Linked DNA regions of Mus musculus: regions 2, 3, 4, 5, 6 and 7 are each linked to region 1. Evidence: chromatin contacts called from public HiChIP or PLAC-seq and promoter capture Hi-C data. All regions are on one chromosome and are shown on one strand. Each heading gives the region's core, a stretch centred on a gene start, on an enhancer-like site or on the middle of the called end of the contact. The rest is flanking DNA. Distances are from core to core; before and after follow the strand shown. Region 1 holds the start of Lonrf2 (LON peptidase N-terminal domain and ring finger 2). Region 2 overlaps Aff3 (AF4/FMR2 family, member 3). Region 3 overlaps Aff3 (AF4/FMR2 family, member 3). Region 4 holds the start of Lyg2 (lysozyme G-like 2). Region 5 holds the start of Rev1 (REV1, DNA directed polymerase). Region 6 holds the start of Lyg1 (lysozyme G-like 1). Region 7 holds the start of Rpl31 (ribosomal protein L31).

The links. Promoter capture Hi-C pulls out the DNA fragments that hold promoters and counts their contacts. HiChIP or PLAC-seq counts read pairs in DNA pulled down with a chosen protein or histone mark.
Region 2: a contact with region 1 is called in a promoter capture Hi-C map of hematopoietic stem and progenitor cells, with 3 times the contacts expected there. The contact joins the enhancer-like site here to the promoter of Lonrf2 in region 1. A contact is called at or near these places in 6 of 39 promoter capture datasets (the HPC-7 cell line, cranial neural crest, frontonasal cranial neural crest and 3 more), 1 of 115 datasets of contacts at active chromatin or transcription factors (large pre-B cells) and 3 of 9 other capture datasets (adipose tissue, liver and macrophages).
Region 3: an H3K4me3 HiChIP or PLAC-seq map of embryonic forebrain shows a contact between it and region 1, with 8 times the contacts expected there. The contact joins the enhancer-like site here to the promoter of Lonrf2 in region 1. A contact is called at or near these places in 1 of 484 Hi-C or Micro-C datasets (bone marrow-derived macrophages), 5 of 115 datasets of contacts at active chromatin or transcription factors (embryonic basal ganglia, embryonic forebrain, embryonic hindbrain and 1 more) and 2 of 9 other capture datasets (liver and macrophages).
Region 4: a promoter capture Hi-C map of hippocampal neurons shows a contact between it and region 1, with 2.8 times the contacts expected there. The contact joins the promoter of Lyg2 here to the promoter of Lonrf2 in region 1. A contact is called at or near these places in 4 of 39 promoter capture datasets (HPC-7-derived erythroid cells, hippocampal neurons and liver) and 1 of 115 datasets of contacts at active chromatin or transcription factors (embryonic stem cells).
Region 5: a promoter capture Hi-C map of hippocampal neurons shows a contact between it and region 1, with 6 times the contacts expected there. The contact joins the promoter of Rev1 here to the promoter of Lonrf2 in region 1. A contact is called at or near these places in 9 of 39 promoter capture datasets (the 3T3-L1 cell line, 3T3-L1-derived adipocytes, cranial neural crest and 6 more), 2 of 484 Hi-C or Micro-C datasets (both in embryonic stem cells), 7 of 115 datasets of contacts at active chromatin or transcription factors (astrocytes, embryonic basal ganglia, embryonic forebrain and 4 more) and 1 of 9 other capture datasets (macrophages).
Region 6: a promoter capture Hi-C map of hippocampal neurons shows a contact between it and region 1, with 4 times the contacts expected there. The contact joins the promoter of Lyg1 here to the promoter of Lonrf2 in region 1. A contact is called at or near these places in 5 of 39 promoter capture datasets (the 3T3-L1 cell line, 3T3-L1-derived adipocytes, the C10 cell line and 2 more), 2 of 115 datasets of contacts at active chromatin or transcription factors (both in embryonic stem cells) and 1 of 9 other capture datasets (adipose tissue).
Region 7: a contact with region 1 is called in a promoter capture Hi-C map of hippocampal neurons, with 5 times the contacts expected there. The contact joins the promoter of Rpl31 here to the promoter of Lonrf2 in region 1. A contact is called at or near these places in 1 of 39 promoter capture datasets (hippocampal neurons), 1 of 484 Hi-C or Micro-C datasets (the G1E-ER4 cell line), 2 of 115 datasets of contacts at active chromatin or transcription factors (astrocytes and embryonic stem cells) and 1 of 9 other capture datasets (embryonic stem cells).

What each region holds. Positions count from the first base shown.
Region 1 is chr1:38,834,202-38,838,062 of GRCm38.p6, forward strand. Lonrf2 (LON peptidase N-terminal domain and ring finger 2) reads right to left here and starts at 2,486. Exons shown (of 12, transcript NM_001029878.2): 1 at 1,570-2,486. The coding sequence starts at 2,227.
Region 2 is chr1:38,231,105-38,234,978 of GRCm38.p6, forward strand. The region is part of intron 10 of Aff3 (AF4/FMR2 family, member 3); the gene reads right to left. It overlaps Gm16150 (a long non-coding RNA gene), which reads left to right. Exons shown (of 4, transcript XR_865363.3): 1 at 1-3,874. Among named protein-coding and RNA genes, the nearest start is that of Gm16150, 14 kb to the left of the region's middle. Within about 2 kb of position 2,162, at least 9 of the 459 cell types and tissues checked have an H3K27ac peak or open chromatin away from gene starts, as enhancers often do. A contact at or near this core is called in hematopoietic stem and progenitor cells, where this site is marked.
Region 3 is chr1:38,198,717-38,202,765 of GRCm38.p6, forward strand. All of the region lies in intron 15 of Aff3 (AF4/FMR2 family, member 3), which reads right to left. Among named protein-coding and RNA genes, the nearest start is that of Gm16150, 19 kb to the right of the region's middle. Within about 2 kb of position 1,710, at least 40 of the 459 cell types and tissues checked have an H3K27ac peak or open chromatin away from gene starts, as enhancers often do. A contact at or near this core is called in embryonic forebrain, where this site is marked.
Region 4 is chr1:37,914,627-37,918,190 of GRCm38.p6, forward strand. It overlaps Lyg2 (lysozyme G-like 2), which reads right to left and starts at 1,867. Exons shown (of 6, transcript NM_001033427.3): 1 at 1,610-1,867; 2 at 1,094-1,166. The coding sequence starts at 1,136.
Region 5 is chr1:38,127,832-38,131,337 of GRCm38.p6, forward strand. Rev1 (REV1, DNA directed polymerase) reads right to left here and starts at 1,835. Exons shown (of 23, transcript NM_019570.4): 1 at 1,631-1,835.
Region 6 is chr1:37,955,989-37,960,018 of GRCm38.p6, forward strand. Lyg1 (lysozyme G-like 1) reads right to left here and starts at 1,771. Exons shown (of 6, transcript NM_027111.3): 1 at 1,747-1,771.
Region 7 is chr1:39,365,972-39,369,765 of GRCm38.p6, forward strand. Rpl31 (ribosomal protein L31) reads left to right here and starts at 1,880. Exons shown (of 4, transcript NM_001252218.1): 1 at 1,880-2,284. The coding sequence starts at 2,178.

The DNA.
Region 1 (3,861 bases), core at 1,236-3,735:
ATTACAGTTAAGTGATTGGATGAATCTCAGAAGAGACCTTGAAGTTTCAACTTTTAATACTGTTGAGACTGGTATAGACTTTGGGGGCTTTGGATGTTGAACTATATGTATATTTTTATTATGCTTTGTTTAGGTTTGCCACCCCCCCAGACTCATATGTTTGAACAAGCCTATGGGGGCCAGGGAGTGGAATGTGATGGTTTGTATATGCTTGGCGCAGGGAGTGGCACTATTAGAAGGTGTGGCCCTGTTGGAGTAAGTGTAGCCTTGTCGGAGCAGATGTGGCACTGTGGGTGTGGCCTTTAAGACCCTTATCCTAGCTGCATGGAATTGAGTCTTCTACTATCAGCCTTCAGATGAAGATGTAGAACTCTCAGCTCCTCCTGTACCATGGCTGCCTGGATGGTGCCATGTTCCTGCCTTGAGGATAATGAACTGAACCTCTGAACCTGTAAGCCAGCCCCAATTAACTGTTGTTCTTATAAGAGTTGCCTTGGTCATGGTGCCTGTTCACAGAAGTAAAACCCTAACTAAGACAACCCCCACCTATTTTTTCATTGTTAAGAACCACTCAACAGCCCGGGCAGGTAAACTTGCCACTCTTCTACCTCCAGCTCCAAGTAGCTGGCACTGCAGCTGTTCTAACAGGCCTGGCAGCCTAGTTGCTCTCTCCCTGCAATGTGTCTGTGGGGTTCGCTCCATGCTGTGTACTGCAGCTGCTCTGTTTCCTTTCTCCTCACTAAGGCATTAGAATATAATATACTCTCCCATTCTGCTCTTACTGGATACTTGCTTTCCACTTTAGCTTTTCATTTATGTGTGTGAATGCTTTGCTACAGTGTATCTTTTTGCACTTTGAGCCTGACTAGTTTCCGAGGTGGTCAGAAGAGGGCGCCAGGTCCCCTAGAATTTTGTAACTCCCACAAGTGAATGCTGAGAACCAACTCTGGGGGTTGAGAGCAAAAAGTGGTCTTAACCAGTGAGCCATCATCTCTCCAGCCCTGGAAGTAACTTTAATGATTGTACGTATACACTCTATACAGTCATTTGGTACACATGTATATGTACCTCTTTGAAATGGACACTACCAAACAATTTTCCAGGAAGACATTTTGCATGAGACCGCTCCCATCTTCTTCAACATCTAAACACAGGTGAAGGTCTTCAAATGAAAATGTCCTGCCTGACCTTGACCTCTGGAGTGCAGTGAATGGGGGGAAAAAACCACAACAGACCATAAAAAATAAATAAAATAAAAATAAAGTAAAAGATTGATCTTTTAAATACATAAGACACATAAGGATACAGAGTGAAACCACTGTTAAAATAAAATATCATTGGCTTCTGGTCACTCTGCTCAACATATCTACCATAAGACTCATTACACTACGCGGCTTACGCTACACTGCTTTACAGAATGCACTGCAGCCCTGGGAAAGCCACAGCGCGGTGCACCTGTTGTATGACACTGGCCACCCTGCAGGGTGAGGCTGTACACCTTACTACCGCTGAAATTAAAAGGCCACCGGCCACCGCCCAGCCCCGTGGTCACCCTCGAGGCTGACTCACCCATGTCCAGGGCCTGCTGGCACCTGAGCAGCGCGGCCTCGGGCTGCTGCTGGCGATGCAGCCCCCGCGCCTGGCACGCCAGCCTGCGCAGGCGACACTCGGCAGGGAAGCACCTCTCCAGCAGCCCGCTCAGCATCACGTTCACGCGCCGGGCCTGCGCCCGCACCGGCACCTGCTCCACGCAGCGCTTGCACACCGTGAGCCCGCTGGACAACGTCACCGGCTTGTAGAGCAGCCGCCCGCAGCGCGGACAGCCCAGCAGGTCGCGCGGCGCCACGGGCCCCGGGGCCCCGGACGCGCAGCCGCTGGGCCTCGCCGCCACAGGCGGCCGTTTCTCGCGCAGGCCCAGGGCGCGCGCCAGGCCGCTCGCCAGCTCCGAGAGCTCTCCCGGCTGCAGCGGGCCGAGCAGCGCAGCGCCGCGGAACGCGCCGATGGCCTCGGGCAGGCGGCCTGCGCGGGCCAGCGCTTCCCCCAGCTGCAAGCACAGGCCGCGCTCCGGCTGCGCCAGGCCGGCCAGCAGCGAGCGGAAGAGCTCGGCCGCCACTTCGTAGTCGCCAGCGAGGAAGGCCGCGGAGCCCTGTCCCTGGGGCTCCTCCGGGGGCTCCTCGAGGCTGCGGCGCACGCCCTGCGGCTCCGGAGGCGCGGGCTCGGGACTCATGGTGCAGAGACGGGGATTCTTGGCAGCCGGAGCGCGGCTTCTGCCCTCTTCACCGTCAGCCACGCGCGTCGGCGGACCGGGTGCTGCCAGCCGTGGGGACCACGCGAGACGGGCCCGGAGGAAGCGCAGCGCAGCGCACGCGGCCCAGCCCCGGCTCGTGCGAGGCGCCGTGCGCGTCCCAGTGCGCGCCCCAGTGGCTCACGTCAGCCAAGTGACCGTGGGAGCGTGGCGACCACCTCACAGCGCCGGCGTCCTGATTGAACCTTTTTTTTTTTTTTTTCTGCTCCCCGCAGGCGGCCCCGCGCGTGTGCGTGCGCATGCTCTTCCCGCCGCTGCGGAGTCGTTGCGCAGGCTGGAGCTGAGCATCCCAGTGTCCTCGTGACCCTCCACCCAGCTCTCCTGCATTTAGGTACCTGCTGCTTCCGCAAGGCCATGCTGCATAGATGACCCTAGGCTTCTAGAAGGCAAAGAAGGCAAAGTTTCCAAGCCCTTAGATCATCCCTAAGATAATAAGGTCGTGCAAAAGACATCCAGTGCTCCCCAGAGACACAAGAATCCAGACAATGAAGATTATTTACATACATACATATAAATTATCCAGTTTACATTAGACGTTTTGGAATACAAATGAAACCACAATAATAAACAGATTGGAAGTCATATGGAGCTGGAAGAAAGGACATGCATACAATGTTACGTGAGGAAATCCTTAGGGGTGATACATCTTCATTCTGGTGATGGTCTTGATACCAGGCAGGTGAGCAGTCAGACAAAGGTAACCAAGGAAACTGACTCCTGATGGTTGGGAAGCCCCTCTGTAGTTAAATACTCTGGAAACTGCAAATAGTTTATTGTCACTTAACAAAAACCGAAGCACGCGGATATTTCCCATGCACAAGCAGATAATATGAAAGCGCTTAAGTTCAAACTTCAAAAAATGAAAGCAATGTTGTCTTGATGAGGTCCACTGGGGTAGCAAGAGCTGATTCACTGTCTCTGTGGATTAAAAAATAAAAAATAAAAAAGGCAGGGAAAGCCAGAGATCTCAGGCCCAGCCAGGTTCCCTTGAAGGCAAAAGCAGGTGCATACCTCGAAGCCCAGAAAGAAACAGACTCCTAGTGGGTGGGATCCGGACTCTAGAATCTGAGTTTGTCTGGCAAACCTTCAGGTCTGTGGGTAGGACTAGGTCTTCTACCTCAGAAGCGTCTGGTTTGTGTTATTGCAGGGGATTCGATAATCCCAACAAAGAAAGGGAAGTGGGTATTAAAAAATGGAGCTAAGCTGAGTTTCACTCTTCCCACCCCCTGATCATCTTCCTTGCCTGCTGTAAAGCCTGCAGGGACCCCTCCACAAGACTAGAGCAGAGAGTACATGGATAGTGAAGTCTCATTGGTCCATCTGCAGCTTCAGTAACTCATGGCTTCTCCTACTTCTCTGCCTCCCTGGACAACAGGCAGACTGTCTTATTGATCTGGTAATAACTTGGGGCATGATTCCAAAAGGGTGAGGGATTCCTTTTAAAAATGCCATGCTTCTATTAATCAACCAGAGTCTTTGACTTATCAAGCACCTAGTTAGTTCATAAGTCTATGGTTGTCATTTTACTGAGAACGACCATGAAACCAGTCATTCAA
Region 2 (3,874 bases), core at 912-3,411, 600 kb before region 1:
GTGCTGTCTGAGGAGTGGATTAGTCCCTGAAAATGGGAACTAATCAGTGGCTTTTCTGGCCCCATTTGGGGATATTTAAATAATTTTGCCATGTAGGAAGGACTGGCACACAGGCTTTAGAATCAGACCTGAATGGACTTTTGCCTACTTTGCTTAATGGCTGGGTGACTTTGGGGAAATTGATAGTTATCTCTGAGCCAGATATTTCATGAGAATGAAAGGGGTAATAATTGAACAATCTTTATAGGGTTGCTAGGTAGCCCAAATGAGAAAACACTGAGTGTTCTTAGCACGGAACCTAGCATATAATTAATGTTATCCTTTATTTTTAAACATAGCTAATATTATCACGGTAGCCTAAGAAAGACCAAGCAGCCCTTTCTATAGTTTACCTGGATTCTTTATTAAAATTATTTTCATTTTGATTGTTTTGGTGTTAGGGATTGGATCTGGGGCCTCCAGAGCTAATGAAAATGCCGTCTATCAATGAACTACATCCCTGGCCTGAGTTGAGCCAGTACTTACTTACCCACACTGTCCATCTGGTATTTCCGTGGAATTCCACCATGCCTGATCAGGAAGGGGCCGACATGAATAACTAGCATGGCGTGAATGTCAGCAACACCTGCCCAATGAGCCTGTGACGGGGCCTCTCAGGGTCTCCTCTAGGACATTCCAGGATGTCCTAGTGCAAAGCCTGGCAGCTTCAATCAAGGGCAAAGGGGGCCACGAGAGTCCTGGGAAATGGCAGTGCCTGGTTCTTTCTCTGAAATGAAGGTTGGCAGCTGAAAACCCTCCTCCTCACTTAAGCTCTGAAAATAAACCAATTCCACATCTCTGCTGTGTTTTAAAGCAAAGCCAGCACCTGAGTGCCACCAGCCTGTGACGTTTAATTTATATCTCACTCAGGGGCACAGGATTTAAGGACGGGGAGCTTTGGGGGAATGTCAGGGGAATCCACGCACAGAATCTGAGATCCAGACTTGTAGCTGAATCCGCTCAAGCTGTGCTCTTGGTAGTTGTCGCAAACGGAGCTGGGTTTGTTCCCTGGGTGAGGATATTCCTGCTACTCAGGTAGGTCTGTGGGAAGTGCCATCTAGGGCCTAGTCAAAGATGAGGTCACTCAGATGACAGACTGTATCTGGAAATAGGGATCAGGGACCACAACCAAATAAGAAAAGCACAGTGGAGACAGACATGTTTCAAAACCAGAGGCCCCAAGGGGAGTGTTTGCAGGACTCATCAGTTCTGAGACCCAGTGGCTCAGCCCTGGAAACAGAGGCTTCTCTGTGTTTCTCAAGGCTGCCCCAGGCTTGTGTGTAGGCTGGAACCACCACACATAGTAGGCAGTGCACAGGAAGGAAGCTCTGGCCTGGCTTCTCATTAAGCCTACCACCTCTTCTGTATCACTTGCTTGAATTCTTGTAGGACCATGAAAGTCAGCCTGGTTCCTGGTTGAGCTAAGGTTGGAAACCCCAGCGACCCTGAGGAACGGCAGGTGTTTTGCCTGGTTCCCAGATACTAGGCTCCTGGCACGAGGCTGCAGCACTCCATAGATTTGTGGCCATCAGTCACATAAGGGAAACGCCCCAAGTCCCTTCACAGGTAGAGGATGTGTGACCTGTGGACACGTAGCCTTAAGACAGATCTCCATTTTAATGAGGTACCTAAAGGTCTGGAGACTTAGCCAATTAGGCTTTCCTTTCCAGACACTCCTCTCTGCAAAAGGTATTTAACCTCAGACCCACCCTGAGAACTGGGGTACGGTTTTACCTATCCATTTTCTGCCACGACAATAAATGCCTTAAAACCATGGACTGCCTCTTTTCATTGGGATCTTCCATGGGTTGCCATAGAGTCCTGTCTAATCTCCTGTGCAAGGCCTCTCTGTGCTCCCAGCCACAACCACCATGCCAAGCCAGGCACCCACCAACAAGCCAAGGACAATTCCCACAGAACCCAGCCGGAGCTCTCCCCTTTTCCTCAATATAAGTCATCACCCATCTGCTCAGAACAGCCCCGGTTCCTGTGGTCCCACAGCATGGGTTCCAAGGCCAGGAGCTTGGTTCCCAGTGAGCCAATGTTCTGAAGTGTAGCGTGGTGGTGATTTGGTCACGGGGCTGCTGCACTCTGAAGTGATTAAGCCATGCTTGAAGGGCTGGGTTAGGTCTTTCAAGAGAGTATTGTTATAAAAGAACACATTTGGCCTCTCTGGTCTCTTGGTTCCTCATTACCACACAGGCCCTTCCTGCTCCTTCATCTACTATGTTGTAACAGAGTTGGAGGATATCTGCTAGATGCCAGCACCATGCTGTTTGGAATTTCCAGTGACCAGAACCATGAGACGAATAAAGTATAAAGCCCAGAAATTCTGTTATAGCAACAGCAAACAGATCAAGACAAGAGCCGACAGGGTAAGCTTGATGGGCCATCTTGGTTAAGATCCCAGCAGAGCCATTTGGTCAAGAGTCTACATGGCTGGGTCATAGGGCCAGCTGTTCTAATAATACTTCACTGTGAGTTTCAACTTCCTTATCTTTTAAAAGAAGGGCTTGAAGTATGTGATCTTTTCTTCTAGTAGACTTGGAGCAATGCATAGTTACATAGTTAATTATTCCTATACATAGTTACTTATTCCTAAAGCTGACAGATCCTAGAATTTCTATCTACCAGTTAAGATTAAGTTCATTTTAAACTCCTTTCCTATTGCCCAGGTAGGCTGATGAGTAGCTGGGTGTGGGTGTGGGGGGGAGGGGAGGGAGAATGGTCAGAGACCACTGCAGTGGGGGTTGCAGCCACTCACTACAGTTAATAGAAGAAGACTATACAATGCTTCCTTGTAACTCTTCCTATATTTGCCTATAGGAGTATCATGCAACATTTTGGCCTATGCCATTAAGTTGCTGGCTTCACTGCCTCTAGTAGCCTAGATAAAAACTGACATTCCCACTACTAATAAGTACAGTTGGCCCTATGTACATGGGCATTCCACATCCAGAGATCCAATCAATCATAGGACACTTCACATCCATAGATCCAATCACAGGACACCCCACATCCAGAGATCCAACCAATCACAGGGCACTTCACATCCACAGATCCATCCAATCACAGGGTACTCCACATCCATAGATCCAGCCAATCACAGGAAAGTTCTATCACATACTCTGTTGTGACCTGAGGGATCTGAGAATTAGCAGGTGTAGGTTTCTGCAAAGGCATCCTGAAGTCAGTCCCTATGGGGGCTGACGGATGGCAGTGCTCTGCCTCCCAGATGTAGGCAACGTGTCTTTAGGATCTGAGGCTGGGCTTTTGGACACTCAGCTTCACCATCACAGAGAATGCAAGCAACATGGTTTTCAGAAATGACACTGCTCCATGCGAATCAAAATTCCATAAAGCTCTCACCCCAGCCCCACCTTCTCTGATGAAGCCCTTCTAGCAGGGCTGAGCCTGCTTTCCAGTGAACTGTGCTCAGAGGCAGGAAACACAGTGCCAGCCCTCGGTTGAGCAGGTGACTCCGAAGCATGGAGACAGTCCTCGTGTACGGGAAACTCCATGGGAAACTTAGCTTTGATATTCTCATCAGAATTTCTCTCTTTAAAGGGGTGTTCCCTCCTCAATGAAAGAGAGGTAAGCTGGAGCCTCCCAGGAGTTAGGTCATTAATTAGACACTAGCACACAGAACACTGTGTACCTGGGTTGGCATCTGGGAGCAAAATGTATTTGAGATCTTGGAATGACAAAGAGATAAAAATTTTAAAGAAATACTTCATTAAGATTTTAAAACACTAAAAGGCAGGCTGTTCCTAATGACAGGCCAATCAATACACCCACCATCGTCCTCATCCCTGTAGTGAGAATGGCTACCACT
Region 3 (4,049 bases), core at 460-2,959, 640 kb before region 1:
CTCTTTGAAAGGCCGTCCTTCCATAGAGCAAGCCTGTTTTGTGCAAAATGGCAGGGATGAGAGCTCACTGTGTTTGAACAAAACAGGTTCCTGGGCGTGGAGCAATCGGGATGATTTGCTTAGAGAAACTGAAATCTACACCAGACAGAGGAGCAACGATGGCATCAAATAGATTTCTCTTTCTTGCGATACCCCCTGTATCATTTGGCATGCCCTAACTGTGTCCTTGGCTTTCAGGTGCTTGTTCCAAAAGAAGGCCGATGGTGCAAGAGGTTGAATGTTTCCTTTTCACACACAAGCTGTTTGTAGTGCTAGCTTTACAGAGCTGGGTGACAAACTCAGCTTCCTGCACGCCAGGCAAGTGTTCTCCCGCCTGCTCCCTTCCAGTCATCACTGTTGGTGGGGGATGTTAGGAGACTGGGGCTCCCAGGTGTTGCTGTCTGCACACACCCTGTTGAAGCAGCTAGACAGTGTTTAAGCAGTAAAGATCCCTACGCAGCTTTGTTCTTTGATGGATACTGACTGGAATCCTAAGGAGCTTGGAACTTGGTGTCTCCAGAGGGGAAGCACCCTACGCCGCATGCGTTTCTGACACCACTCAGAGTACCTTTCTCAGGCTGTGCTGGCTAAGGCAGGCAAGGTTTGAATCATTTAAGCAACTTTTATTGAGATGGAAAACCATCCATCTCACTGCTGTTCTTCTCTGCGTTGGATGTTTCAGCAATCGATTTTAGCAGGGCCTGAAGGTTTCAGTAAGAGAAGGATGTATCCTTTTCCTTCCATCCGACCTTTCTGTTTTTCCATCCATCAGAATAAAGTAGGGACCCAACCTGAATATGCAATGGAAACAGTTCCCTAAGAACAAAAAGGTGGGGTCCAGCTTTGCTGCAGCAAGGTCTCCCTCAGGACAGCAGTGCTGTGGAAAGGTCCCCAGAGTGCCCTGCCTATGACAATAGGGCCTATGCAGACATTCTACTTGTTTCCTTTGATTAAGTCATGCTGTGGGAGATTCACCCTCTCATATGCAGGAATCTTCCCTTCCTCTATAAAATTAAAATCCTTTTAGCTAGGAGAGTGCGCCATGTAATTACCTTACACATGGTAAGCCCCAGTCCCTTCCTGCCATTCACACTTACCATGCTCACGGCCTTCAGTACTGCGTGTTCCAGGGAGCCCTCATTCAGCTCAGGAGGGATAGCTAGCTCTGCTTCTGCTCCTGGCATCATGGGGACAGATGGGACATTTGGTAGATGGGCTGGGTGCTCTGGTCGTGACCGCCTCTTCCATGGAAATACGGGCAGAGGACAGTACATCCTTCAGAGAGCAGCAGGCAGTGCTGGCCTCCAGCCCCACTGGCTTCTAACACAGCAATACGGCTGGCAGGAGCCGGGCTTCATTCCTAGCCAAGCCTTTCACCATGTAGCTCCATGAATTCAGTATTTCTGGACTGAGGCTTCCCATGCCATATCTCTCTCAATTCTCCCCGGCCAAAGCTCCCTGTCACTAATTACAACACCAAATAATACACAGCTCGCTGCTTTGCACTAATAAGACCAGCATCTAAGCTGCGGGTTGAACCAAGCACCGCCGCTCCTTGATATAAATTCTCGGATCCTGTCTTTTCAAAGAAAAGTCTGTTTTCCACCTTCCTCCTGAGGCTGTGGAGTAGTAATTGTCCCTGCTTTTCATGCTTTTGTGGAATGTCAGGGGAGGAGGGGCTGTCAGACTGCTGCTAGTCTGCGCCTGCAGCTTACCAAGAGCAAGCCGACCTTGATTCAGGTTCTAAAATAAGAGCTAACCCCTTCAGTTCATTTGCATCCTCAGAGCACTAACTGCTGCTTAATTGGTAAGAAACATAGGAAGTGAGGTGTGGAAGGCATGAATCTAAGCGCTCTTTCATGCAAGTTTATGGGAAAAGAAAGAAAGATGGAAAGATCCAGGCCCTCCCCTGGGAAAGGTATTTATAAGTCAGCTATATTTATTCAGCACCCATTCTTGACAGCCTGGTGGCTTCAGTTGTCTGAATTGTATGTTTATTCAACCATTAACAGTATTTATAATACAAAAGGATGAATTTCCTTTTTTAAAAAAAGCTATGTGCAGGGGAGTCGTCCCCCTCTGTGGAGAAGGGGAGAAGGGTGGAGGAGGTCTGGTGAGAGCCAGGACCCAGAGGAGAGGGAGAGGGGAAGATGTGACTGGGTTGCAAAGTAAATAACTAAATCAAGGAATGAAACAAACTAACTAAGCCAGAGTGTGGCACCTGTTACTTTTTGGATCTTTCTAGTTGTTTCCTATCAGCTTCTCAGTGGCTCTGCCCTAATGATCTGGCACCCTCCCTTTCTTCTCCTGGCAGCTTTTCTGTTCATCTCAGGCCCCATTGATGCCCCAGTGAAGATAAGCCAAAGAAAGTGGAAGGGGCTGAGGACCTTCTTGACCAGGAAGCTGCCAGGGCAGAAAATGTCAGGTAAAAGAGGAAGAAAAGGAAGTGAGAGAGGAGGAAAAGGAAGTGAGAGGAGGGAAGGAAAAGAGGAGGAAAAAATCCAATGGGAAAGGGGAGGGCAGGAAGGGTTTATTTGCATCACTCGCCTAGGGATGGTACTGCCCATAGTGGGCTGGGCTCCTACACCAACGGACACTCAAGAGAACGCCCCATAAACATAGCCTCAGGCCATTTCTTATGGAGACAGTTGCTTAACTGAGGTTTCCTCTTCCCAGATGTGTCAAGTTAGAACTAATTATGACAGAAGGGAAGGAAGAACGGGGGATGTGGGAGTACACATGAAGGGGGAAGAAGAGGAAAAGCTGATGGGAACTAAGATAAGGAACTAAGAGGGAAGAGAAGGGGCGGGAAGAGGAGCAGGTGTGACCATAGTCACAGTAGTGGTGGTTGTATTGGTCCACCATGGGCTTCTCTCCTCTGACTCTGGAGAATAACAGAATGAACTCATCAGTATATCCTGGCTGTTGCCTGTACCTGGCACATAGTAGGTGCTTTGTATATAGCAGCTGGGTGTGTAAGACATTTTGCATGTTAGGTGACTTTGGTCTCTCGAGGGACAGCTATTTTCATGGCTTAAAGGGAGAGACAATGTTGGTTCTTGGCCTTTCGAGTTTTTAGACTCTTCCCACAGCTTTCTTAGGCCAGTGGCTGTTTCTGTTGTGTGTTTATTTTTCTAACAGAGATTGCAAATCATTTGGGGGTAAGTGGACACTCCTCTCCATGCAGGGGGGTGTGGAAGAGTGCTTTTCCATTTCATTCTACCATATCCCTAAGAGAACAAACAGTCCCAGCACAGGCAACAGCCAGAGCTACACGGCCTGCCAACAGGCTCAGCCTCTTCACTGGTACAGACAAGGAATATAACGAGAAACATTTCCACTCATAAAAAGTTCTAGAAACTTCACATATTGGGCTGCTCTTTCTGACTCAGCCCTCTATTTTGACCACTGGGGAAGTCATTAAACTTATTTTCTCATACATACTTGTTTTTTCTTCTTATCTTTACTATGCTCCCCATATCATCTACTAGAAATATTTGGTGTTTTGGGCACCCCAGTGCCTAACACTTCTGTTACCAGCTATGAGTCGAAACCACAAATGCTACGATCACCTTAATTATCACTCTAATTGTGTCTGTTTTCAAAAATGACTAAAATTCACAGGGACAATTTCCACACAAAGTCCGAGAGAGACCACCTGACTGCCGTCCCAAGGGCCAATGAGCTCAGCAAAGGGAAAGCGACTAAAGTGGGTGCTGGAGCAGCTGAGGGGACGGGAGGGGAAGGCTGCATGCAGGGAGCTGGCACGCAGTTCCAGTAACCAGATGAGGAAGGGAGACCTCCCTCGCTCCCCAGATTCAGTTACCTTAGCACGTGATTTTTAAATGACACATCTGGCTTCCAACCCTAGAACTCTGTGCCCTGGTTAATGTATAAAAGTCTAATTAATACGTAAAAGATTACTACTCGACTTAGGTCTGACAGAGAAGCAGGCAACACATTCTATACTTGGGTGAGGATGAGGGAGGGCTGTCAAACAGTGAGCAGGG
Region 4 (3,564 bases), core at 617-3,116, 920 kb before region 1:
TCTCACCACAGTCTTTCCACTAAATTATTCCTTCTCTCTGCAGGCATCTCCTCATTTCTTCCTTCCTTCCTTCCTTCTTTCCTTCCTTCCTTCTTTCCTTCCTTCTTTCCTTCCTTCCTTCCTTCCTGTCTGTCTGTTTGTTTTTTGTTTTGTTTTGTTTTTCAAGGCAGGATTTCTCTCTGTGTTGCCCTGGCTGTCCTGAAACTCACTCTGTAGACCAGGCTGGCCTTGAACTCAGAAATCCACCTGCCTCTGCCTCCCAAGTGCTGGGATTAAAGGCATGCGCCACCACTGCCTGGCTGCATCTCCTCATTTCATGCCCTCACTAAAGCCTTTCAGGTCTGACCTTCCTAGAAGGATGTGAACTCTTCCTTCTAAACTCCCACACTAATGGATTTCCCATCTATATAACTCATCCAATGACTCTCACCCACTACCTGGCATCGAGAATTTTCTTTTCATTCATCTTGACTCTTGCACTGTTCCATAACCCTCTTTAAAAGAAATTCAGCCAAATGGGTGCACTGTCAGAAAGTACACAGACTAATTAGTATTTTATTATTTTACATCCCCACTAACATCTCCTTTGTGCTCTTAGCAAGCAGAAGATGCTCTTAAAAACAAGCTGTTGGATCGGGCAGTGATGGCACACACCTTTAATCCCAGCACACAGGAGGCAGAGGCAGATCAGTGAGTTTGAGGCCAGCCTGGTCTATAGAGTGAGTTCCAGGATAGTCAGGGCTACACAGAGAAACCCTGTCTTGGGGGAAAAAAAAAAAAGAGCAGTTGTTTAGGGATAGGGAAGTAATGATGGAGGAATGATGTCAATTCTGACATCTCCCTGTGTGTACTTGCTCCTGTGCATACACACTCACACTGGTGCGCGCGCGCCCACAGACACACACATACATACACCTGTACACATATGTATACACATTACACACACACACACACACACACACAAAAGCAAAGCAAACAACTAAGCAGTTGGTTAATAGTCAAGCCGGTCACTCTTCTGTTGCATGTAGTCATCATGCCTTCTGACTCTGCTAGAAAGCAGATACCCTGAGAATCAGGGAAAATCGCTACTTACCAACGAGAGCAATAAGTCCCCAGAACACCACCGAGGGCACCATGGCCGTGACTCTTATCCTTTGGGATCTGTTCTGGTTTGAAATAGAAACAGATTAGTTTTAAAACTTGAAGGTTTCTTAACAGGAAGTCCCTGTCATTCAAACAACACATTGACAAACTTAGAATCATTTCCAATATAACGTTTGTCTCCCAGCTCCTTGACAGCATCCCGACAGCCTCACGCATGCCTGCCCTTAGCACCCTCCTACAGTGCGACTCCTGAGCACCCCTTTAGCCTTAGTGTGCCTGCTTTAGCATGCACAGTGTGACTCCTGAACAGCACCCCTGCAGCCTGAAGCATGCATGCCTTTAGCACACCCTGACAGTGTGACTCCCAGGAGATTTCAATCCACCATCACCTCTTAGCAGAGGGTGGTTGTATTCTGTCTCTTCCCAGATGGGCTCTTCCCTTGGTTTCCTTTCTGAAGCATGGTCTATGTTTCTCAAGATGCAAGCAAGGAAAGCTACCACTCACCTCTCTTGCAGTCTCCCAGAGAAGTCTCTGAAGAAGCCTTTAGTGGTGGCAACCTGTAGATTAAGATTTCACACAGAGATGGTCTTTATAACATTCCTATAGCATAGATGTGACAGCTGGAGACTCCATCAGGCAGTGGCTCGCTGTGCCTCTGGCTTCCTTCAACTGAGCAGACTTCAGTGTGTGCCTTTGCCACCGAGAAGGAAGCTTTTAATCACCAGAACCTACACTCACCTGCCTCGTCTACTTTTGTCCTGTACCAATGATTGGTAGAGGAGCTTTATATATGATTTAAAGGGCCTCTCTTTAAAGCATTGACCTCATTAGACCTGATTATAGTGCTACTTTGGATTTAGGTGGCTCCTTTAATAAAAGGACTTCAAAGTGTTTATTGACTACAATGAATTAATGAATCTAACGAACCCCCCAGGTTGCACTGGAGGCATCTATTTGGTGGATGGTTTCTGAATACCTAAAATGGTCTTAGGCACACGTCTTCCGAATTTGAGTATAAGATGCTGATAATTAGCCTAGAAAGGAGAAAGAAACAGGAAATGCTAGCACACTTCTGAATAGATAATTCACCTGAAATGCTCATTTCCACATTCCAGAATCATAGGATTGCCATGTAAAGATGTCATCCTATCTTATGCCAGCATGTCTCTCAACTGTGATAGATTAGCTTGCCTCCTGGCTCCAGGTCCACCTCTAACAGGGTAGCTGTCTGTTGTCGAGAAGAAACACAAAGGCAGGGAGTAGCAATCTGAGTGTTTGATGCCCCATTATTTCCTGTGTGTGCATGCACATGTGTGTGGGGGGGGGGGAGGCCAAAGGTCAATATCAGTATCCTCAATCTTCACCTTCTACATTATTTCCTGAGACAGGGCCTCCCACTGAATCTGAAGTTCGCTAATTAGGCAAGACTAGCTGGCCAGGGGTACTCTTGTAGACTCTGCCTCCCAAACATTAGTAGTACGCATGCATGCTGCTGTGCCCAGCATCTTACATACGTGCTGAGATCTTACATACGTGCTGAGGGTCTGAATTCAAGAGTCTTGTTCACATGCTCAGCACTTTACTGACTGAGCCCTCTTTTGAGCTCTGTCATTTCCAAAACTTTCTAAGGAAGCAGGGGAAAAAAAGGATTTTGTTGGGGATAAATATATCTTCAAGTAGACAGTATCTTTCCCCGCCCTCACACTTATAAGAGGCACACACGGGAAATAAAAGAACATTCTTATATTAGGCAAAGCACATTTCCCAGAGCAGAGGGAGAAGTCTAGCCTCGATCTCTCCATACATCAGAGATGTTTTTAAGACCACACATAATTCTTCTGTCCACCAGAGGACAGAAGACAAAGGTGCTGAGCTAAATGACATTCCAGCTTCCTAGGAAAATGACAGAGCCTAGGAGGAGTCAGTTGCCCACATGGAACGGGCCTCTGTATCTCAGGACACTTCTGCCCTGTGTGCTGTATTGCAAAGTGGGTGCATCCAGAAAGGCAAAGCTGGGACGCGTTGAGTGATGGAAGAGCCCCGATTCCTTGGGTCTCAAGGAGATGAGTCACGGAGGGCCTGCTCTATCTCCACTGTCAACGCTGCAGTCAGGGCTGCTCGTTAATAAGGGGTTTTGCACAAGACTAGCAGCCGGGAGGCAGCCTTTAGAAACACGGAGGTTATTACTGGCAACAATGTTACCGTACAGGTTACACTGAGGCACTGTGTTTGTGGCCTGCGGGAGTGCTGGCCAGGGACGAGTTGGGCAAACGACAGGAGGCTTTCAGGACAAACAGGATGAGAGCATTCAGGGAGGGAGTAAGAAGAGACAGAGAAAGAATCTAAAGGTGAAACCAGGTGGGGGCTCATGCTGTCCCTTGACGCTCCTGGAAAATGCCAGCATTCACAGAATCCTGTTGAATGCGAAGCACACTCAGCTTCTCTCCCTACTTCCAGAA
Region 5 (3,506 bases), core at 585-3,084, 710 kb before region 1:
ACCTGTAGTTTCATAGTCTTATTAAATGCCTTTCACTTAAGAACTAATTTATTAGTCGGCTACCCAAACTGGAAAATGTCTTCCAAATATGAATGAAAAGCTTGTCCAACTAGCAGAGGCAAATTTCAAGCCCATATGTAAATGCTTTGATCTCTCCACTTCACATGCCATTGGATACAGTATGTTTGTTAAATATAGGTCTATGTAGCCTCTGGAATGTATTTACTGTGACTGGTTGTTGGGAACAGGCTTTCCTTCCTTTCCATTTAGAATCTTGGTTTTCAGTGTTAAAGAAGTGGAGTTACGTATTTCAGCACATTAATTTTGAAAATGTGTATTTTTCTACCTGAGATGACATAGAGATTTAATGTTAAAAGTGATTCCCACCCTTAAGAAAATGAACAAATATGCATTATTTACCATAAAAAGGAGTAAAGTTTCATGACAAGATACACGATTTTGGTACATACTGACCTCAAAGGACCTACAAGACACAAACAAGAAAACAGAAATTCAAGAAAAATGGCAAGTAAGTAGTCTAAGCAATGAACGAGTGCACTCGTGCAGACTGAAGTCCTGGATGGAGAGCTCCAGGTAAGCTTCCAAGTGTCCATCACAGGTAGCACTGGAAGGGCCGGAAGGGTATTCTAGCAGCATTTGCCTGGGCAAAGCCCGGTCAATATGGGAAAGCAAACTTATGGAGTCTTGCTAAGCTGAGCTAATGCGCACTCCATAGGAACAAGATTGTGGTATTATTACTCTACGTAAAGGAAGAACAGGTACTAGAGAAGCCAGAGACCAAGCAAATAATTTAAGAGCTGTTACATAGCCCTTAATAGTTACAAATCCTTTTTATGAGGTCTCTTGTTTTTATCTACATACCATTTCTACTTTATACCCAAGAAACACCAAAAAACACACGGTGAAATCCTAGGCATGTATCACCTGTAGTGTTTTTTTAAACAATCAAGGAACGATACTACAGGAAAGTCCGGGCTTTGCAAACCCGGGACAGGAAGAGTCTCCAAACAAACAAGTGCCCCCTCGGTGCACCCCGACTGTTATTATAACAGCACACCCAAGTGTGAACTGAGCACCTGTACAAACACTTGGGGACAGGTGTCCTGCACATGAAGGGGACAGATAAGTGACAAGGGAAAAGGAGTGAGAGAAACACTGCCTCCGGGATGCCTAAGAGCAAGGCAGAGGGGAGAAGCCGATGCACCGGGGACGAGCGAAGACCCGCGGCGCGGGCCCCGGGTGCCCCCTGCCACGTTCTGCAAACGCTGGCGGAGCGGACACTCGAACGCGCGAGGGAATGAATGGCCGGCCAGGCGCCGGCGCAGGAGGAACCGGTGACTTGCGACGCCAGCGGCGGGACTCGGAGGCAGGGCCGCGGGCGCCCCGATCGGCGCGCGACGGAGCGCCGGGTGTGGAGCGGGAACGGGAGGTCACGCGTTACATAACCCGGCGGCCGGAGGCGCAGGGGCGACGCGGCGCGGCAGGCAGGAGGCCTCGCGGCAGCACCGCGAGCCCCCGGCCTCGGCGCCTCGGGCCGCTCGTGCGGCGGAGGCGGGGACGGCGGAGGCTCGGTACCCCTCCCCCACCCGCCGGCCCGGGGGTCGCTCACCTTCCGCGCCGCCCCAGGCCACCATGCCCGGGCCCAGCCGCTTCCTCGGGCCTCGCGGGCGCCGCCGTCGTTCAGTGTCCTCCCCGCGGCTGAGGGGAACGCCGGGGAAGGCAACCGGTCAGGCGGCCGCCCAGCCGCACCGCACCGCACCGCGGCCCACGCTCCCTCAGTCGCTGCGCCCGCCTCGCGCCTCCGCGGCAGCTCCGCCCCTCCCCCGCCGCTCCTCTGGCGCGCGCCCGGCTCCCCCTCCCATCCACACCGCGGCCCGCTGGCCCGGCCCCGCACGCACTCACCGGGCGCGGCGCACGCGCGCTGCTCGCGCCCGGCCCGAGGCGACCCCGGCCCCGCCCTCCTCTCGCGCCGGCGCCCGCGGGGAGGGGGGGTGGAGAGCAGCGCCTCGGCTGCACGTGACCGTGCGGCTGGCTGGGCGGAGGTGGCGCGGGACCCGCCGCATCACCACGCTGCCTCCCGCCGGGGCCGGCTAGCTAATGGTGCTGCAGCGACGCGCAGCCGCGCCCCGCCGTGCCCCGCCCCGCCCCGCCCCGCCCGGGCTCCCCAGCCGCCGCGGAGGGCGCGGGTGCCGGGACTAACCGGGTAGACGACCGCGCAGGGTCGGCCGAGGCGCGAAACGCGTCGCCGCACCGCGCTCCGATTGATGTGCGGCGCCACCTAGCGGCGGCCAGGACGCTCACAGGCTAGCACATGCTCGGTCGGCGAGCGGAGAACCGCGGCCCACACGGGTCTGCGGGAATGCCAGGTCACTTGCTGGCAGCCAGCTAGGCTGTGTCCAGACACGACGTCCCTCACAATCTTACCACTGCCGGTCCTGTGCTCTACCTGCCTTTCCCACTTGCAACACACAGACCTGAAGAAAATTGCTTTCCCTTGTGATGGTTAAAAACAAACAAACAAAAACAAAAAACCAGCAGCTACACAATTTATTCGTGGATGTTAAATACACCTAGCAAAAAAGAAAAAAAACAGTCTCTTAAGGCCCATTTCCCCCGCCTCTGTAGTGTCTGTTCAATGGGAGACTGCATGGTTATTGTGATAGTCTTTATTGTTGGAATGCTCAAACATTAAGCCAACCAACTCCTCGCCCTAGACTGAACACTTTTGTTCCTTCCCCACCTTAAGACTTTTGAAAGGAGTTTGCAGGCACTTAGAAAACAGTAGTACTCTTTTTAAAACTGACTTTGCAAACCTGAGGTTCCTTTCCCAGAGAGACAGGAGATAATCGAAATCTCTCTCTCTCTTTCTGTGTATGTATATGTACATGGGAAATATATATATCTGTCTCGATTTTAACCTCTCCCCCTTTGCTCCACTTGCTCGCTCTCCTTTATGAATTCAACTTCAGTATTCCCTCCCAGCTCTGTTTCTCTGGACCCACAATTGAAGAGCTAGATACAGTGTAACTGCAGGAGTTTCAGAACGAGCTGCAACACCACCAGCTTGTGTTCGGAAATACCGCTGGGCGGGAAATGAGGCTTGTGAGGAGTTTTGAAAAACTGTCTCTACACAGCAGTTATTTCCAATGAGAAAAACACCAAAACTTTATTTTTGAGACTGAAAAATAACTTGTGAATACTTTTCCTCTTCTTTCATAATCAAAGATTACTTTTTCTGTATTTTTCTCAAGCAAATAAACAAACTGTCCCATCCTCGTTTGCTTTCTTTTGCTGCAACAAACATTATTACCAAAAAAACAACTTAAGGAGGAAAGGGCCTATCTCACCTTACAGTTTACAACCCACGGGGAAGGGAAGTCAGGACAGAACCTGGATGCAGGAACTGAAGCAGAGACCACTCAGGAGCCCTGCTCACTTCACTGGCTTGCCTCTAATGGCTTGCTCCTCTATTCCTGATACAACTA
Region 6 (4,030 bases), core at 521-3,020, 880 kb before region 1:
TACATATAAAATGGTTCTGCAACTAGAGGTCGCATACCTAAAGAAATAAAATCTACTTTTTAGACCACAGTGTAAGACGGCAACATTCCAGATCTTTGCTTGATTTGTTTTGAGACAGGGTTTTATAGCCTGGCGTAGTACTTGCCATATAGCCCAGGCTGGCTTCAAATCTACAGTGTTCCTACAGTGTTCTGCCTACAGAGTACAGAAATTGCAGATGTGAGCTACCTTGTCCAGTTTGAATTTGTGAGACTGGGTCTTGCCTTGTAACCCAGGCTGCCCTGGAACTGAAAATCCCCTTGCTCCACCCTCCATGGTGACTGCTGGCATGGCAGGTATGTACCCACGTATCATTTAACCTGTGTCTCAGACTGCATTTTCCCATGGCCTGTGATCTCATGCACTTGTTGAGTTTGGGTTATGAGGAAACCCAAACTAGGGAAAACATAGAAGGTTTGAGAAAGACTTTTTCCTCATTGTTGGCAAATTCATAATCGCTCCCTTTGCCATGGAGACTGTCTGAAGGGGGCTTCTTCTGTCTGTGTACCTCTGTTCTTGCTCTTCCTCATTTTTTCTGAGTTAAGAAATCTGGGAAGACCATCATCCCTGTGTGAGCCCAGGAATATTTCCTTCTGAACAAATATCTAATAAAAAAGATCCTGGCTTCCTCCATCATAGAATCTTAAAATACATCTGACTTTTAATGCTAATAGCCAAAACTTAAACTGTTAGACCCCCTAGTGTTAGCTCTTTCACAGCTTCCAAGAAAAGAAAGGCTCTTCTATAGACATGCACACACACCCCACCCCCAAGACACCACACGAGCTTGTCTGGGTCAATGTTTTATCCTCAAGATTGAAAGTGGGAAAGGACAGGGGCTTGCCATCTGGCAAAGTACCAACACTTCAGTCCTTCAGCCTTGAAAGAACAAGAAAGACCTTCTCTTTGATCTATTGCCAACAGAAAGAGGACAGGAGGCACATGGTTCTGCAAGCTTGCCCTCAGCAGCCTGCAGCCCGAGGAAATCCTGTAATCTTTCAGGGACCCCAACCCAGGCAAACCCAGGATTCATGGCTTTGGCATAGAGAAGCATTTTAGGACCAGACTGTATGAAGCAGAGTTGCTGATTTTTAAGGGCAATATTTTAAGCATAAGGAAAGAGGCACTCGGGAAGAAAATAAGACATTTCATATTCACTTCCCCTCAGGAAGTGAGTGAAGCAGTTGTTGACTGTGCTGGCAAGAGACCTCAGCCAGACTCTGAAGCAAGGGACTTCAGTCCCTCCCTATTCATGGCCCATAGTTTTCCCCATCTTTCTTCATGGCCCCAGTATTGCTGTTAGTGTTAAATGAGCACATATTTCTGTCCTGCTGTTTGAGGTCTTGCACATGTGCACATATTCAAAAGAAGCCCTACATGTGCACATATTCAAAAGAAGCCCTACATGTGCACTGAGAGAAATAATAAGTTTGTATAATGATTGTAAATGAATAGAAAGAATTATTCTATCATCTTAACTTTTCTAAAACGTGATCTTTTCTTGCAAGATCCTTAAGTTTCATTTGGTTCAATCTTATTTACTCAGAAGCAGAGACACAATCATTGTCAATTGATTAACATATCCTGGAAGTTTCCATCTAAATAGATAAATAAACCCAGGGTTGGCTAATCACCATTCAATTAGCATATCCTAAAATTTTCGTTCCGAGTAAGCTCAGTACAAGTCCAGGGTTGGTTCCCACTCACCTGTCTTCAGTCAGCTCCTCTTCCTAGAGACGGTCAGTGCTCGGAACCTTATATAGGGTCTCATCTTGCTGCTTCTTCTTAAAAGTGCTGACCTCATCTTATTATAAGATTTACAGCTAAATCTCATAAATTATAGTAATAATCATAATTATAAATACTTTGAACTCATATGGGGATTTATTCAAGAATGTCCTGGCATTCTGCACCCATCAACCAATTAGCTCTTTACCACACCTTGGAGGACAAATCATAATTGCAGGTTCTTGATGGAATGCAAAGGTCCGACATCTGTCTTTATTCACACCCATTTATTGTCATGTAAGGAATCAAGAAAGGGAGGGATGGAGAAAGAGAGAGGAGGGATATTGAGGCAGGAAAAGACAGAGAAGAAGGAGAAAAGGCTGAAAGAAGAAAGAAAGGATGAGAGGGAGAGAGGGGAGAAAGGGAGGGAGGAAGGGGAGAAAGGGAGAGGAAGGGAGAAGAAGGGAGAAGAAGGGAGGGAGGGAGAGAGGAAGGGAGAGGGAGGGGAGGAAGAAGGGAAGAAGGAGGGAGGGAATCTGGATTTTCATAAACTCCTAGTCCATACTTGGGACTAGTAGAGCTTCCTGTTAAGGAGTTTACAGTTCAGCATCCCCAGCTCAGAATCTGTTGTTCTATCCACGACTGAGATAGTTTGAGTCTAAGCTCCAATACCAGGAAGCGAGGTGAGCCCCAGGAGGTGGAGAGGCAGAAGCGCATGAGAGGAACCATAGGCAGATAAGACACACTTCATCCACCAGCATCCAGGCTGTTGGGCAGGCAGACAGCAGCAAGCACCCTGGCACATACAGCCATGTAGTCCAGCACACTGGCCATACATGGTAGACACAGGCTTACAGACAGACACAAACAGGCAGACTGGTGAAGGTGAGGGAGAAGGTCTCTGACCTCAAGGCCATTTTTATACAGATTTACCCAAAAGTGGCGTTCTCCCAGGAATAGTTACATAAGAGATTGTGTTACTGCTTACTTCGAGGTTCCCTGGACATCCAGTGTCTGCTTTTTTTTTTTTTTCTGGCTCACAGCCCCCAAGTCCAGTGTTAGCCATCTTGGCCATGCCAGATATCCACATCAGCACCATGTTCTCTATATTCTTGTTGGTTGTTTTGCTTTTCAAAACAGGGTTTTTCTGTATAACAGCCCTAGCTGGCCTGGAATTTGCTTTGTAGACCAGGCTGGCCTCGAACTTAGAGATCTGCATGTCTCTGCTTCCCGAGTACTGGGATTAAAGGTGAGTGCCACCATGCCTGGGTATACTCTACCCTCTTTAGACAACAATTGCTTTATGAGAGCAGGCTCATAAAGGTGTTGTCTGGGCCCATAACCCACATAGCAGTAGAGAGAACATCTAGTTTTCCAGGATTTCTTTCTGTCTGTGATAAAGTACCCTGACCCAATGCAACCTGGGAAGGAAGGAGATTGAAGGTGCGTCAGGAACTAGGGCAGAAGCTATAGAGGAACTGGCTTGGTTCCCCAACCATGCTCAGCAACCTTTCTTAGACAGCCTATGAGCCTAGGGATGACACTGCCCACAGTGGGGTAGGCTCTGGGACATCCTCATAGACTCCAGGCTATGTCAGATGAACAGATGAAGCCGTTGGGGGCAGATGGCAGGGCCACAGGCTAGGACACTGAAGGATATAGACTTGAACATTTGGCTTTTCTGAATTCTTACATCCGAGAAGTGAGTATGAGATTGCATGGTTCCTCCTCATCATTGGAGCCAAAAAAGGCGGGGTATCGGGCACATCATTGAAAACCAGATCCCGGAGAGGATCCAGGGCCTTCTCTCTATTTTGTTCAGAAGCAGTAACTAGGACACACAAGCAATTAAAATTTTTATTACAGTGTGGGGAAATTTAGGAATTCTCTGGCCCCAGCTACAAAGACAGCACACCATCAACACCAAGGGCATGCTGGCGTCCTAGAAATGTGTCTCTGGTCAGTAGCCAGCTTGTTGCCTGGCAACAGCTCCACAGAAATGATGCCCGTCCCTATCCCCAGGTTTGCTCTGTTCTTAGCCAGTTCTTTTGTGTATAGCCTTCCTTTCAAAGATCTAATTTACACTAAAAAACATCTGTCCCTAGACAAAGGGAGGAACCCAGATGCCCAGTGTGTGGAGGTCGATATGGCAAAGAAAATGTAGCTGGGCTTAGTGACCCGTACTGTAGTTCCAGCTACTGGGAAGGGGGAGGCAGGAGTATAGCTTGAGCCCAGATGTTCAAGGGCAGTCTGGGCAGCATAG
Region 7 (3,794 bases), core at 630-3,129, 530 kb after region 1:
AACCATGATCATACTGTCTGGAAAAGTACAGTGTCTTGGCTCAAGAGTCAAGATTGAATGTGACCTCAGTTTAAGATACTACAAACAAACTAAAATTGTAACACCTTCTGTCTCTAACAACTAAAATCCCCTTGTACAAACAACATTGTTGTCATTGTTAGACAAGGTATCACTATGTAGCTCTGGCTGGCTTGGAACTCCCTATATAGATCAGGCTGTTCTGCAACTTACAGAGCTCCACCTGCCTCTGCCTCCCACTGTGGAATTAAAAGTGTGTGCCACCACACCTGGCGAAGTGAAGCAGTTCCTAGTCATGACTTTGCACTCTTGCCAAAATGTCCTAGTAAAAATTTAGCGATATAAAATGGCTTTAATTTCTGTTCATGTTGTAGCTTGACGATCTCAAAGTCAGCCAGTAATATACTGAAAAAAATCTAATCTGAGTCATCTAGAGAAATGCTATTAGTGCTCAGATGGACTTCATATTATGGAGATAAATAGCCTTGCTTTTCTGTAGAAAAGCTCATTAGAAATGAGGCAGGGGAATTTTTTTTCCTTTTTGATTTTTTAGCTTAATCATGTGTGGACGGATATGTCTAGTTTATTGACTCCTTAAATTATTCATGTTTTACTTTTAGTATGAAGTCAGGAACTCACAGCCTTTTATAAACTCAGCTTTTCTAATTAACCATTATTTATTAACCATAACTAATTATCATTTCTTGCTCAAGTCAGCACACTCTGACTAGTGGGCTCCTCTGTCTTCTTGCTAAAGATCCCAAATTCACATTTTCATATTCTCTTTATAGCCCTTCCTCCCTCTCCCTCCCTCAGTCTCTACTCTCCCCTTCCCTCTCTCCTCCCCTTACTCTTGGATCTAGTCTCATTGTGTAGCCAAGACTGGCCTCTGTGTAGTCCGTCCTTAATTTGGCATCCTCTTGCTCTGCCTCCTGAATGCATCGCTCCAGACTTCCTTTTAAATTATTTTTGAGTGGCTCTGCTTGGGAGATTGCGTTGCAATTTTCTGAGCTCAACCCCAGTACCAATCAGCACTCCCATAGAACCCCTTCTGGTTTGGATTCTCTAAGAACTAGAACCGAGCCTGTCTGCTCCTTTCCTCCTAGCCCCACTGAGAAGTCATCAGATATTGTCAAGCGTGTTTAGCCCACTACAGTCAAGGATATCTCGAACTCCTGATCACCTAACTCAACCCACAAAGTTCTGGGATCACAGGTGTGCACCACCACACGTGGCTGTGGACACTATTTTCTTAAGAGAGAGAGAGCAGTTGCCTGTCCACCCCAAGTCTGACCTTTGGGGAATCCAAAGGCCCCAGCATCCCTTAGCCAAAGGAGGCAGAGACATAGGTTCCTTGTAAGATCGTGGAGTTTCTGCCTGCCTGTCTTCTTGCCTGTGAGATCCTGAAACTTGCTCATTGCTGAAACTCCAATAGACAGGCTATTCGGACATGTTTAGATTCGGAGATCTATTTTCTACGGACGTGCCTGGCATTTCCGTGGGCATTTTCGACTTGGAAAATAAATTCTTTTGTTGTCGTCTCGGTCATTCCGGGGACCTTCCGCCAAGCACAGTATCTAATAGATTAAACAAACGTAGAGTGAGTGAGCGAGTGCACCCGAAAAACTGGAGTATCTTCCCTCCCGGCCGGGCGTTCCGAATCCGGGTTCGGGTTGGGATTTAAATCCCATCCCGCACCTCCACTGCTCAAGGCAGATTGCAAGAAGACTGACAAGATCGACCCCGCCCTGGGCCCGCCCTGGGTCCGCCCCATGCCGCTCGCTCCGCCCCTGACGCGCGCTGTATTTACGCCCCAGCCTAACTCCTAACTTCCCTCGCCACACCTCTTCCTCCTCGCCTCCCCGTGACCCGGAAGTTGTACGGCTACGCGACTTTCCCTCCCACAAACCCTCGCGCCCTTCCTTTCCTACTTGGGCCCGGCAGAGTGAGTATGGCTGCGGGGTCGCGGCTCTGAAATCCGGCGCCATCCGCGCCCGGCGCGGGACGGGCAGGCTCGGTGGGGTTTGTCCCGCGCCGCGCGGAGGCTCTGCGGTCCGGGGCGGTGGGAGGACGGCCTGCGGGGTACGGGTGCACCTTAGCTCGGGCTTGGGCTTTCCCACTACCTGCTTAGAGCCTCCCTCCCTGTCGCCTGCGTCTAGATGGCTCCCGCAAAGAAGGGTGGCGAGAAGAAGAAGGGCCGTTCTGCCATCAACGAGGTGGTGACCCGAGAATACACCATCAACATTCACAAGCGCATCCATGGAGTGTGAGTACCGGGCGGGCGGTGTGGCCCGCGACCCCCTTCGGGCTCCGGCCGGGCTGGGCTGTCACCCGCGAGCCTTGCTTACAGACTGGGTGCTCTAGAGGGCAAGCGGGTTTATTCCGGTGTGGTTGTGTGTACGTGGAAGGTGTGCGGGGTTTGGCTTGCACGGCAACCGGCTAGGAAATGGAGACTGGAGGCTGTGATGGAGTTTGAGGGAGCGGTTAGACTTGGGGAAGGTTGGTGGTGCTAAAACGTGAGTTCTGGTAATCCGGACGTGTAAAAGGAAAGTCAGTGACTTGTACGCTGCAGGAAAGTGGCCGGTTACTACCTCAAGTGCGAAATACGATTTTTTTTTTCGTCGTCCGATTATACAGATTTGTGCAAATTCGGGGCAAGTTGTAGTAAAGTGGCGGTTACAGAGAGTGATTGCGGTCCTTATTTGTACACGACCTATCTGCATTTGCGTTCCAGCCCTAGAGCTTGAGTTCTTGGACTTGATGGTTTAGTATTTTCGGAGAGATTTTGCCGGGTTGAAATGTGTGTCTGCACCTAGTGGGTTGCCCCAAGGTCTTTGCCCGGTATGAATACTGCTGGTGGTCGGCCACGTTCCTTCCTCTATGGTTGGGCATATTAAGCACTATGAAGCACTATTTAGGCCTGTGACAAAGTGAAAGTAGGCCACAAGTTAAAGGTGGTGTGGGTGTTGCCCAGTATGTGGAAGGAAGAGTCGCTCTCAGGTGAAAGGTACTCTTTAAAAGCAGCCTTGAATAGAGCATTGTAGAAGCGAGTCGTACCCCCCCCCCAGGCCTTTTGTATTTTGTTGATAAGGCCCTATGTGAGAATCTCTAGCCTCCTTCATTCTTTGGTAATTTCTTGGTCCCCATTGTGGTGTAAACCAAGCCTCTGCTTTGTTCCACTCCTTGCTTTCCCTGTCTCATTCATTCGGGTAGTAGTTGAGCCCAGTGCTAGGTCTGCCCTCTGAGATCTACTCACTGACTGCGGCAGCCCCACTTTTTCCAATTCCCTAACCATAACATTGAGATTGCTCAGTGCTCCATCTCTTTCCTGGTCTTTGTAAGTGATACCACCTGACTGGTTGCTTGCGTGAGTTTTTTTCAAGCTAGCTGTGAAGTGGGTTGTCTGGGCACTAGAGACAGGCTGCGGGTAGGTAGAATAGAGAAAGCAGATGCTCTTTGTCTCACTTGGAGTGGACTTGACGGGTGTTGAACAGACCTGGGCTTTTTTGGTTGATTGGTTTTTGGATTTGAGGTCTTCCCACCCAGCCTCCATGTTGGGATCATTGGTGCGTGCACCATGCTCTAGAAAGGTTCAAGTTTTTTGTTTTTTAATAGCCCTCTATCATGTACCCTGGCTATATTCATAGGAGAGTGCCTGCCTCAATTCCACAGAACTTTGTCTTCCTTTTGTATGAGTGTTTTGCCTGAATGCTTGTATGCTCCACATTGGTGCTGGAATCAAACCTAGGTCATCTGCAAGAGCAGATATTTTTAAC